2 separate regions of the Sus scrofa genome follow, and region 2 is linked to region 1. Evidence: chromatin contacts called from public HiChIP or PLAC-seq data. All regions are on one chromosome and are shown on one strand. The core of a region is the stretch at or near the end of the contact, and the rest is flanking DNA. Distances in the headings are between cores, read along the strand shown.

Region 1 (4,998 bases), core at 15-2,514:
AGCCAAATCCTTAGTATCTTAATTATTTCCTGCCACTGAGAGTGAGTTGGTTTTGACTCACCACTCAGAGTGGCACAGATGAAAACACCTGCAATGTTTTATGAGCCAGGGGACATTAAATCTCAAAGAGCACATTTTCCCCTGGAGGTTCACCAACCTGCAAAATGCAAGTCAAAAAAGCTGAGTGTGAACAGTATGATTAGAGCCTCTTCTTAAATATATACCAAAATGTCCACACATGTTTTTAGAGTAATAAAAAAGAGCTAAAGGAGAATATTCCCTTCTGTTTTCTGATTTTTAACTTTGGTAGATCTTTTTTCGTTCTAAGGAAATGGGTATGTGTTTTAAGGAAAGGTATTCTGGAGTCTACCCATTCCAGAAAATACCTCTGTGGAAAAGAAGTTTTCTATACTTAAAATGTTCTTGTGTGTATGCATATCACACACACACACACTGCAGAAATAAAAAGCACAGATGTACTTATAGTGACAAGCAAGACACCCCCCAGCTCCTGCCTCCCCCTCACTCTCTTACCATCTTCGTGGACAACTGCTCTCGGACAGATTCTATTTATACAAGCAAATACCTACTTATTAAAAAAAAAAAGAGTAAATACTAGCATATTAAATGCTGTTCTGGACTTTTGTGTTTAACTTGTCTTGGAGATCCTTCTATAGCAGTGGATAAAGAGTTGCCTCATTCTTTTTCAGTGTGAGTTTAATAGTAAGGGTGTTGTAATTAAGAAATTACATGTTATTTATTTTTGCCAATTCAACAGCAGAGCTGCAACTACATTAATCTTTAGTTGTTTGGGCTTTAATATCAAAGACTTCGAAGTTTTAACATTTTTCTCTTCCCGTGATCTCTATTTCCCTTGCTAAGACACCCCATTCTGTGCCTGTCCAACCCCCATCCAAGGCTGGATATCATGACTAGTCATCTCATCTCATTTTTGATGAGTCAAATGTAACAAACCAGATGGCACGGCTCAGATGTCACTTAAGGATAATAGATTAAAGGATGAAATGAAAGTAAATACATAGGACAGAGGGCTAAGCGTTTATTGAATGTTTGAGGTTTGAATGTGTGTGTGTGTGTATCTTAATTGCTAATCAATTACAACTGAATTCACCTCCGCCCCAGCCTTGCACTTGCAGACTAGGATTAATTCCGTTTTAGCTCATATCATAAGATGAGTGCCCATCTCTGGACTGTTCTCAGAAGTCATAGTTGCTTAGATCACTAGTTCACAAGGACAGAGCACTCACTCAGATTATCTCTCAAGTACTGTTTCTGTTCTCTTCTCTCGGGGGAAGCAGGCAGACGCACTTGGCAAGGATAACTGAGAACGTAAGGGCAATCCTTGACTCGGCGGCTGGAGCAGGCTGTGTGCTAAAAGCAACTTAAAAACCTGCCCTAAAAATAGCCGTTCATTGTCAGCGGGAGTGAAAAGACAAGAGGCAGCGTGCCGCACTGTGATTCAGGCCTAATTAAAGGGTTGCGTCTGCGCTGGGTTATAAAGAAGAGCGGCTCCCGGAGACCATCTAGTCAGTTGCCAACTGCAAGGGTTCAACACCGACCCCGCAGACGGTGGAAGCTGTTGGATGCTGGCTTTGCCTCCACAATGGCAAAAATCATCTTGAGGCACCTCATCGAGACTCCAGTGCGATACGAGGAGGAATTTGAAGCTCGAGGTCTGGAGGACTGCAGGCTGGATCACGCTTTATATGCTCTGCCTGGGCCAACCACCTTGGACCTGGGGAAAGCCAGGGCGACTCAGGCTCCCCCAGTGGACTCCGCCGCGGAGGGGCCGCCCCAGAAAGGCGAATGCCGTTTCCAGATCCTGCTGGACGTGGTCCAGTTCCTCCCCGAAGATATCATCATTCAGACCTTCGAAGGCTGGCTGCTGATCAAGGCTCAACATGGAACCAGGATGGATGAGCATGGTTTTATCTCCAGAAGCTTCACGAGACAGTATAAACTGCCGGACGGCATTGAAACCAAAGATTTGTCTGCCACCCTCTGTCATGACGGAATTCTGGTGGTGGAAGTAAAGGATCCAGTGGGGACCAAGTGAAATCTTATCAGCGCCCGCTGATATGGCCGGAGGAAGATTCTAGTTCAGCCCATGGAATTACGGGAATGTCTGTATTAACCACGTATGAAATGATTTTTATGAAGATTAAAAATGTAGGCCTAGTTCCTGGTATGTTGAGGTTGTCTTTGTTATTCTTAATCGGAGAGTTAAATGGTTAAATTATGCTCCTATAACTCAAGTCGATGCTGTTCTTATGCCTGAAACATTGACAATTTAGAGGACGGTAGTCTGATACTAGAGAGGATTCAGAATTCTTTCTTTCTTACTCAACAATGCCAGAGAAACTTCATTTGTAACAACTGTTGGCGAAAGAGCCACACTAATTTAAGGAATTCTTATACATTTTATGAGAATTTTTTATATCACTAAAAGAAAAAGCTGTGATCCCCTTTTCTTTTCAGTATATTTTATTACAGTGGAGCTTTGTAAATACAGTCTGAAGGTTGGAAATTGGGCCTGAAATATATTTAGGATTTATTACATTTGTGACTGCCTTAAACTGATGTTGGAATCTTCAGACATAAATTTTATTTTTAAAAGTTCCAAATATGTACCTCCTATTTTTTAGCTAAAGTAAGTGTTTCATCTGCAGTGTTTTTTAAAGCTCAGCATATGTTCTGTGGCCACTTCTGATATACTAACATGTCTAAACTCACATTCATAAATTAATATCAAGTTTAGGAAACCACTTTAAAAAGTACAATTAGTGAGTGCAAAATGATTTAAACTATGCTCTTTAAATGTTATTTAAAACTTCAGATTTTGGAAAATGGCAAAATGTACTGCGTCTGTTCTCACTGCATAATCCTTAGCTTTAAATAGCCTGGCAGGCGGTTGGTTCTGAGGCCTGAGCTTTTAGGGGTGTCTGAGTGTATATAGCACACTGGCTGCTTCTATTTCCTCCAACTGCTGCTTGGGCCCAAGGGAGCAGCTGAGACACTGGAGGTTAGGAATGTTCCTTTCAACAGCTGGTCTGTGATATTCCAAAGATGTGCTGTCTCATTCTAATACATATGAGATATTTCTTTGGGGAAAGTAGCAGCTTTTACCCCCTACCCCATGTGACACTGAGGACAGCGCTATGAATAGAAGAGGAATTTGGGTGTGGAAACCTCCAGGGTGGATTCTGACTGCTGACAATACCGCTGTGCTCCTCTGTGGTGCTTTACTTGTAGTTCACAGGCAAACACGAGGGACATGACACAAGAGGAAAAGAAGTTGGACAGTGATACAAGTGGTTTTAAAAACAGAGATGTCTGTTTACAGTCTAATTAAACTGAAAGGATTTTGAAGCTAGATGTTTATATGAGGTTACCGCCCAGGAAGTAATGTTTGTGCATCCAACTCTATGATAACAAATTTTGTTTGACAAAGTGAATATCAGAGACCAAATTTGCTATTTAGCAAAGTTAATAGTAAGTGATGGGATTATACTTATGATTAGAACTGGGATACCACATTACATTCTTCTCTCCCACTGTTGGGAAGAATAGCGTGAAAACAAACGAGTGCTCTGAGAAACAAACACACACAAAACCCCTTTCATTTGGCCTTGATTTTACTCTAGAAGAGATCCCACTTCTGAGAGTTCAGAAAGGGAAATTCTTACCACGAGGGGCTACTGATAGGAAATATTTCCTTTAAAAGCGAAAATTTACAATGGTCTGTCCATTTCTGCTATACTATAACAGTATACTATAACAGTAAAAAGAATAAACAACTAAAAGCTGAAAAGAAGAAAAAAGATAAAATTCCTTAGCAGGACCTATAAGTCTCACCCCATTCATCTTTGTACCCTAGAAACTAGTAAAGTGAAAACACCTACTAAATTATTTTTTTATTTTTTTATTTTTTGGCTTTTTTAGGGCTGCACCCGTGGCACATGGAGGTTCCCAGGCTACGGGTCTAATCTGAGCAAGAGCTGCCCGCCTACACCACAGCCACAGCAACACCAGATCCGAGCTGCGTCTGTGACCTACACCACAGCTCACGGCAATGCCAAATCCTTAACCCACTGAGCCAGGCCAGGGATCGAACCCACAACCTCATGGTTCCTAGTTGGGTTCGTTGCCACTGTGCCATGACAGAAAGTTCAACACCTACTAAATTCTTAATGAACACTTGCTTAAATTAAAAATGAAAGTGAACATTTTAAGTAAACATCATTCAATTAGCATTTTTTTTCTAAGATAAATTTTAAAGTAATACACAGTAATTTTTTTTTTCTGATTTGGAAAACAGACTAGACACCAGCAAAATATAAAAGCCATTTCTTCTTCTTCTACTACCATGAGATAGCTACCTTAAATTTCTAGTTCAGTCTTCTTTTATACATAAATACATGGATCACTTTTCAGAGTTAGGATTATATTTGCATGGTGTTTGATATCTTGTTTGTACTGGTTATTGTCTATTGCCCTCCCTGCCTCCTAACCCAGACCTATCCCCTGCCCTTCTCAGCCCCACTCTGAGCCCAAGCAGACTGGACACCCCCAGCCCCCTGCCCCTGGGCCATGACATTCTAGTTCTCAACTGGGTTCAGCCAAGAACAGGAACTGACTGCAGACCAGAGGCTAGAGAGAGGAGATGGGTGGGCAGGAGAGGAGAGGGGCAGGAAGAGAGAGGGGCAGGACACTTCTTTCTCCACTGCCAGCCTGCTGCAGATGAGGCTGTGGCTGGACTGGCATCCTCCCAGGACCAGAGTGCTGGAAAGATGGCCTCTCTTCCAGGACTCGGACTCACACCAGGCATTGGCATTCTGATGCTCCTTCTTCCTGTTGCCCCTTCGGCCCTTGGGGTGGTGATGTTTCCTGTCCTTTCTTGTTCCTGGTGCCTCACTACCCCCTATTGATTCCCCTTACTTTGCCTGCTCTCCCATAAATGATTCCTTCATTAAAGTC
Region 2 (5,080 bases), core at 1,627-4,126, 61 kb after region 1:
AACTAACCATACTCTTATTTTACAATCCAGTAATCACACTACCTGGTATTCACCCAAAGAGTTGATAACTTACAGCCACTCAGAAACCTGCACAGGGATGTTTATAGCAACTTATTCATAATTGGCAAAACTTGGAAGCAACCAAGATGTCGTTCAGTAGGTAAGTGGATAAACAGTGGCACATCCAGGCAATGAAATATTATTCGGTGCTAAAAAGAAATGAGCTATCAAACTGAAAATACATGGAAGAACCTTAAATGTAGATTACTGAATGAAAGAAGACAATCTGAAAAGGCTACATATTGTAAGCTTCCACTATATGACATTCTAGAAAAGGCAAAATTTTGGAGAGAGTAAAGAGATCAGGGTAAGCTAGGGGTTAGGAAGGAAGGATTAATAGGCAGAACACAGATGAGTTTTAGGGCAGTGAAACTATGCTGTATGTTAATGTAAAGGTTCATCAGCTATAGCAAATGCACAGTGCTGGTGGGGGATGTTGGGGGAGGGTGGGGAGGGGAGAATATGTGAGTGTGGCGGGGGAGGGAGTATATGGAAAATCTCTGTAATTTCTGCTCAGTTTTGCTATGAACCTAATACTGCTCTAGAAAAATAAAGTCTACTAAAAAAAAAATTCAATGCACAAATTAACAAAGAAACCACTGTGGTTTTTCTCTAGTGGAAAAGAGGGATGGAAAAAGAGGCAGGGGCCCAGTCACCTAAGGCCTCTCAGGCTAAAGGATGAAGTGTGAAAAAAGCTGTTGTTTGGAACCACTTAGTGTCCCCTAATGACTTGTTTTTACAAAAGCATAATGAAATAGAAGTATTTGGTGTTTATAATGATGCTTCTGTAAACTGAATTATGAATAATATGCTCCATTTTCTAGAGAAATCTTTTAAAAATGTATCTACTTCCCTGAGTGAACTGTTACAAGTTTCTAATACTTGAGCATATTTTCTAGATATCCAAGACCTTTAAGGGGTAGGGTCTTTCCTGCCACTACAGTGCCATAGGGCCAGGCACCATATCCCTGTCATTCATGAACCCTAAGCATTTGCTTGTATACTGGTGCTGCAGATAACCAACAGTTTCTCAACCACTGCTATGCAGAGAAGCCCAATCTGTCTGCTAAAGCCATCCTTGCCATGGAATTTTCACACCTGAAACATTTTCAGTCTCCCTATTTGACAGCCTGAAGCGTTGCAAGTTTCACGCCACTTTGACTCTTTATTCTAAAAGGTAACTACCAAATGAATAGTAAAGGTGAAACTAAATGTATTTTTCTTAAATATTCTAGGTTAGCTTTTCAGAAGTTAATAAGTAAACTGCATTCTAGATGTTTCATAAACGTTGACTTCATGTTTCCGACCACATAAATTGTTGACACCGAAATTCAGTGACCTCTGCTGCTTACTTGAATTGTCCTAACGAAGAATTTTCGGCTAAAAATGGAGTAATTCAGAATCTGCCTAGTGAAGTGAATTAAGGTTTTGCATTAGGGATAAACACTGTAGGGGTAATTCTGATATACTGGGCTCATGGTTTTGAGCAGGATGCTTAGAATACCGCAGCTCTTACAATAATTGTATACTCTTCTGGCTTGTTTCCCAGATTTGCTTGAAAAGGGTCAGAGGACAGGATGAAATTAATGACATATGAATGCTAACACCCCAATTAGAGGTGTCTTCAAAGGAATAATTAGGCTTGACTTAATAAGAGGGGATTCTGAAAAGAAAAAGCTTTAGGCAAATTATACACTGAAGGAAAAGATGTGAAACAAGGCACCTCTAGGAGATTAGAATTGATTAATATTCAGAGAGTAATTTTTAAAATCTACTTATTTTAAAAATAATATACAGTGAGATGAATGGAGAGTGAGAGTCACTGATCTGAGACCAAGAGCAGGGGTATGAGCATTGGTACCCTTCCCAGGGCATTTACTCTGGAATTGTGACCCCCTATTCTCTTTATGAAGAATAGGACCCCTATTCTCTTTATGAAGGAGAACAGGGTTTTTGCTTCCCCAAATAACAAAAATAGCAGCCGCAGTGGCAGCAAACATTTAAACTGTGCTGACCATGTATATAGCGCTTGCCAAATTTTAAGCTCTCTGTTTCATTCGCCTCGTCTGTAAATAGGGATTCCATTATTATCAAATCCCTACAACAAACCTGGGAGTGCAATAAGTAATTTACTCAAGGTCATACAGGTAGGTACTATCAGAAGGCAGATTGAACCCAGCAGTCTGGCGCGGAAGTCTAAGCTCTCATTCCCTGCACTATATGTGTCTTATGCAAAACGCTAGCTTTCTTTGCACACTTATTTTAGTGTAAACTCTTCAGCGCCTCCCTTCCCACACCACCCTTAGCCTCTAAACTTGTCAAACACTGCGCCTTCCTTACTTTGCTCTTGCCACTCTCCTCCCCTTCTGACCAAAGGGCTCTCCAGTGGGTAGAAGATGAAAGGAAGCTTCTCCCTCGTTGGCTTACAGCCTCCAACACAGGCGTCCTGTCTTATAGCAATCGCTAATAGTCATTGTAAATCCTTTAATAGATGCGTGGGTTAAGTATTCTTTTAGCATTCACGGAGGACTCAGAGTGGAAAAACTTCTAAAGAATGCAAGTATTAGCTTACTTTCTAGGATACGGTTTTTAACCTAAATGCCAAAAAAATTCTCAGAGAATTCACTTCTGAATAGAAACCTTCACCCGCCAACTCTCTCCTGCGCTTCACTGAGCGGCACTGGCCATAAGAGGGCAGTGGCAGCCACGGAGTCTGACCTGAGGGCGGGAGCGGCGGCTCGGCCATCGCTTGCTCTTGCCTGGCACGCGGCTCTCGGTCGTGGATTAGCGCAGCTGGGGACGTGGGAGGCCGCGGGCCCCGCCCCCGACCCGCGGCTGCGGCGGCCCAGCGCGGCAGTCGGCGCTGCAAGCCGAGCGGCGCTGAGGGTGCAACTTGCGGGCGGGGGCCCAGGAGTGAGCGCTGCCTTTGGGGCTTCTCTCCGCGCGCCAGGGCGCGGGTACCACCGCGGGACCCTCCGGCGGGCGCTGGGCTTGGAGCGCCGAGAGTCGGGGGCAGCCCGCTGGGGCACCGTGACCATGGCGCTGCGTGCCCGGGCGCTGTATGACTTCAGGTCGGAAAACCCGGGGGAGATCTCGCTACGGGAGCATGAGGTGCTGAGCTTGTGCAGCGAGCAGGACATCGAAGGCTGGCTCGAGGGGGTCAACAGCCGCGGAGACCGCGGCCTTTTCCCAGCCTCGTACGTGCAGGTGATCCGCGCCCCTGAGCCCGGCCCGGCGGGTGACGGCGGCCCGGGCGTTCCTGCCCGCTACGCCAACGTACCACCCGGCGGCTTCGAGCCCTTGCCCGCCGCGCCGCCCGCCTCTTTCAAGCCGCCGCCGGACGCCTTCCAGCCACTACTGCAGCCGCAGCAGGCGCCGCCGCCAAGCACCTTCCAGCCGCCAGGCTCCGGTTTCCCTTACGGCGGGGGCGCCCTGCAGCCTTCGCCGCAGCAGCTTTACAGTGGCGGCTACCAGGCCAGCCAGGGCAGCGACGATGACTGGGACGACGAGTGGGACGACAGCTCCACGGTGGCTGACGAGCCGGGCGCGCTGGGCAGCGGCGCGTACCCGGACCTCGACGGCTCTTCTGGGGGCGTCGGCGCGGCGGGACGCTACAGCCTTTCCACGCGCTCCGATCTGTCTCTGGGCTCCCGCGGTGGCTCGGTGCCGCCGCAGCATCACCCGTCGGGGGCTAAGAGCTCTGCCACCGTGAGCCGAAACCTCAACCGTTTCTCCACCTTCGTCAAGTCCGGCGGGGAGGCCTTCGTGCTGGGCGAGGCGTCCGGCTTCGTGAAGGACGGGGACAAACTGTGCGTGGTGCTGGGGCCCTACGGCCCTGAGTGGCAAGAGAATCCCTACCCCTTCCAGTGCACCATCGACGACCCCACCAAACAGACCAAGTTCAAGGGCATGAAGAGCTACATCTCCTACAAGTTGGTGCCCACGCATACTCAGGTGCCTGTGCATCGGCGCTACAAGCACTTCGACTGGCTCTATGCGCGTCTGGCGGAGAAATTCCCCGTCATCTCGGTGCCCCATCTGCCCGAGAAGCAGGCCACTGGCCGTTTCGAAGAGGACTTCATCTCCAAACGCAGGAAGGGCCTGATCTGGTGGATGAACCACATGGCCAGTCACCCGGTGCTGGCGCAGTGCGATGTCTTCCAGCACTTCCTGACGTGTCCCAGCAGCACCGACGAGAAGGCCTGGAAACAGGGCAAGAGGAAGGCGGAGAAGGACGAGATGGTGGGCGCCAACTTCTTCCTGACCCTTAGCACACCCCCCGCCGCCGCCCTTGACCTGCAGGAGGTGGAGAGCAAGATCGATGGCTTCAAGTGCTTCACCAAGAAGATGGACGACAGCGCGCTGCAGCTCAACCACACAGCCAACGAGTTCGCGCGCAAGCAGGTGACGGGCTTCAAGAAGGAGTATCAGAAGGTGGGCCAGTCCTTCCGGGGCCTCAGCCAGGCCTTTGAGCTGGACCAGCAGGCCTTCTCCGTCGGCCTGAACCAGGCCATCGCCTTCACCGGAGATGCCTACGACGCCATCGGCGAGCTCTTCGCCGAGCAGCCCAGGCAGGACCTGGACCCTGTCATGGACCTGTTAGCGCTGTATCAGGGGCATCTGGCCAACTTCCCCGACATCATCCACGTTCAGAAAGGTAAAGCCTGGCTTTCAGAGTAAATGGTGTGGAATGTATTGTTCAGGCTGAAAGGGCGACTTTGACAGAGAGACCATTGTCTGTTTCAGATTAACATCCCACAGGTGGGCAAGCGAGGAGGAATGTGGACACCTAGGCGATGCCCCAGGCATAGGATGGATTGTGGGCAGCTAACTTCCTCTTTAAAGTATTTGCAGACAGGGAGTGGGTATTCTTCAGAGGTTCTGAGAATACTTTAGATGACAGTGCTGTCAGTTTAGAGTTTGAATAGTTGGGTGATGAGCTTCTGAAATCTGTAATCTTTTGTCTAGGGTAGAATTAGAAGGGGACTCAAACCATGTTAGGCATTCATTTGAACACTGC

Evidence for each region. HiChIP or PLAC-seq counts read pairs in DNA pulled down with a chosen protein or histone mark.
Region 2: a contact with region 1 is called in an H3K27ac HiChIP or PLAC-seq map of skeletal muscle. The contact joins the promoter of SNX18 here to the promoter of HSPB3 in region 1. A contact is called at or near these places in 3 of 47 Hi-C or Micro-C datasets (epiblast stem cells, fibroblasts and heart right ventricle) and 1 of 2 datasets of contacts at active chromatin or transcription factors (skeletal muscle).

What each region holds. Positions count from the first base shown.
Region 1 is chr16:33,715,194-33,720,191 of Sscrofa11.1, forward strand. HSPB3 (heat shock protein beta-3) reads left to right here and starts at 1,265. Exons shown (of 1, transcript XM_003133967.4): 1 at 1,265-2,209. The coding sequence starts at 1,625. The coding sequence ends at 2,077.
Region 2 is chr16:33,774,088-33,779,167 of Sscrofa11.1, forward strand. SNX18 (sorting nexin-18) reads left to right here and starts at 2,877. Exons shown (of 2, transcript XM_021076956.1): 1 at 2,877-4,717. The coding sequence starts at 3,097.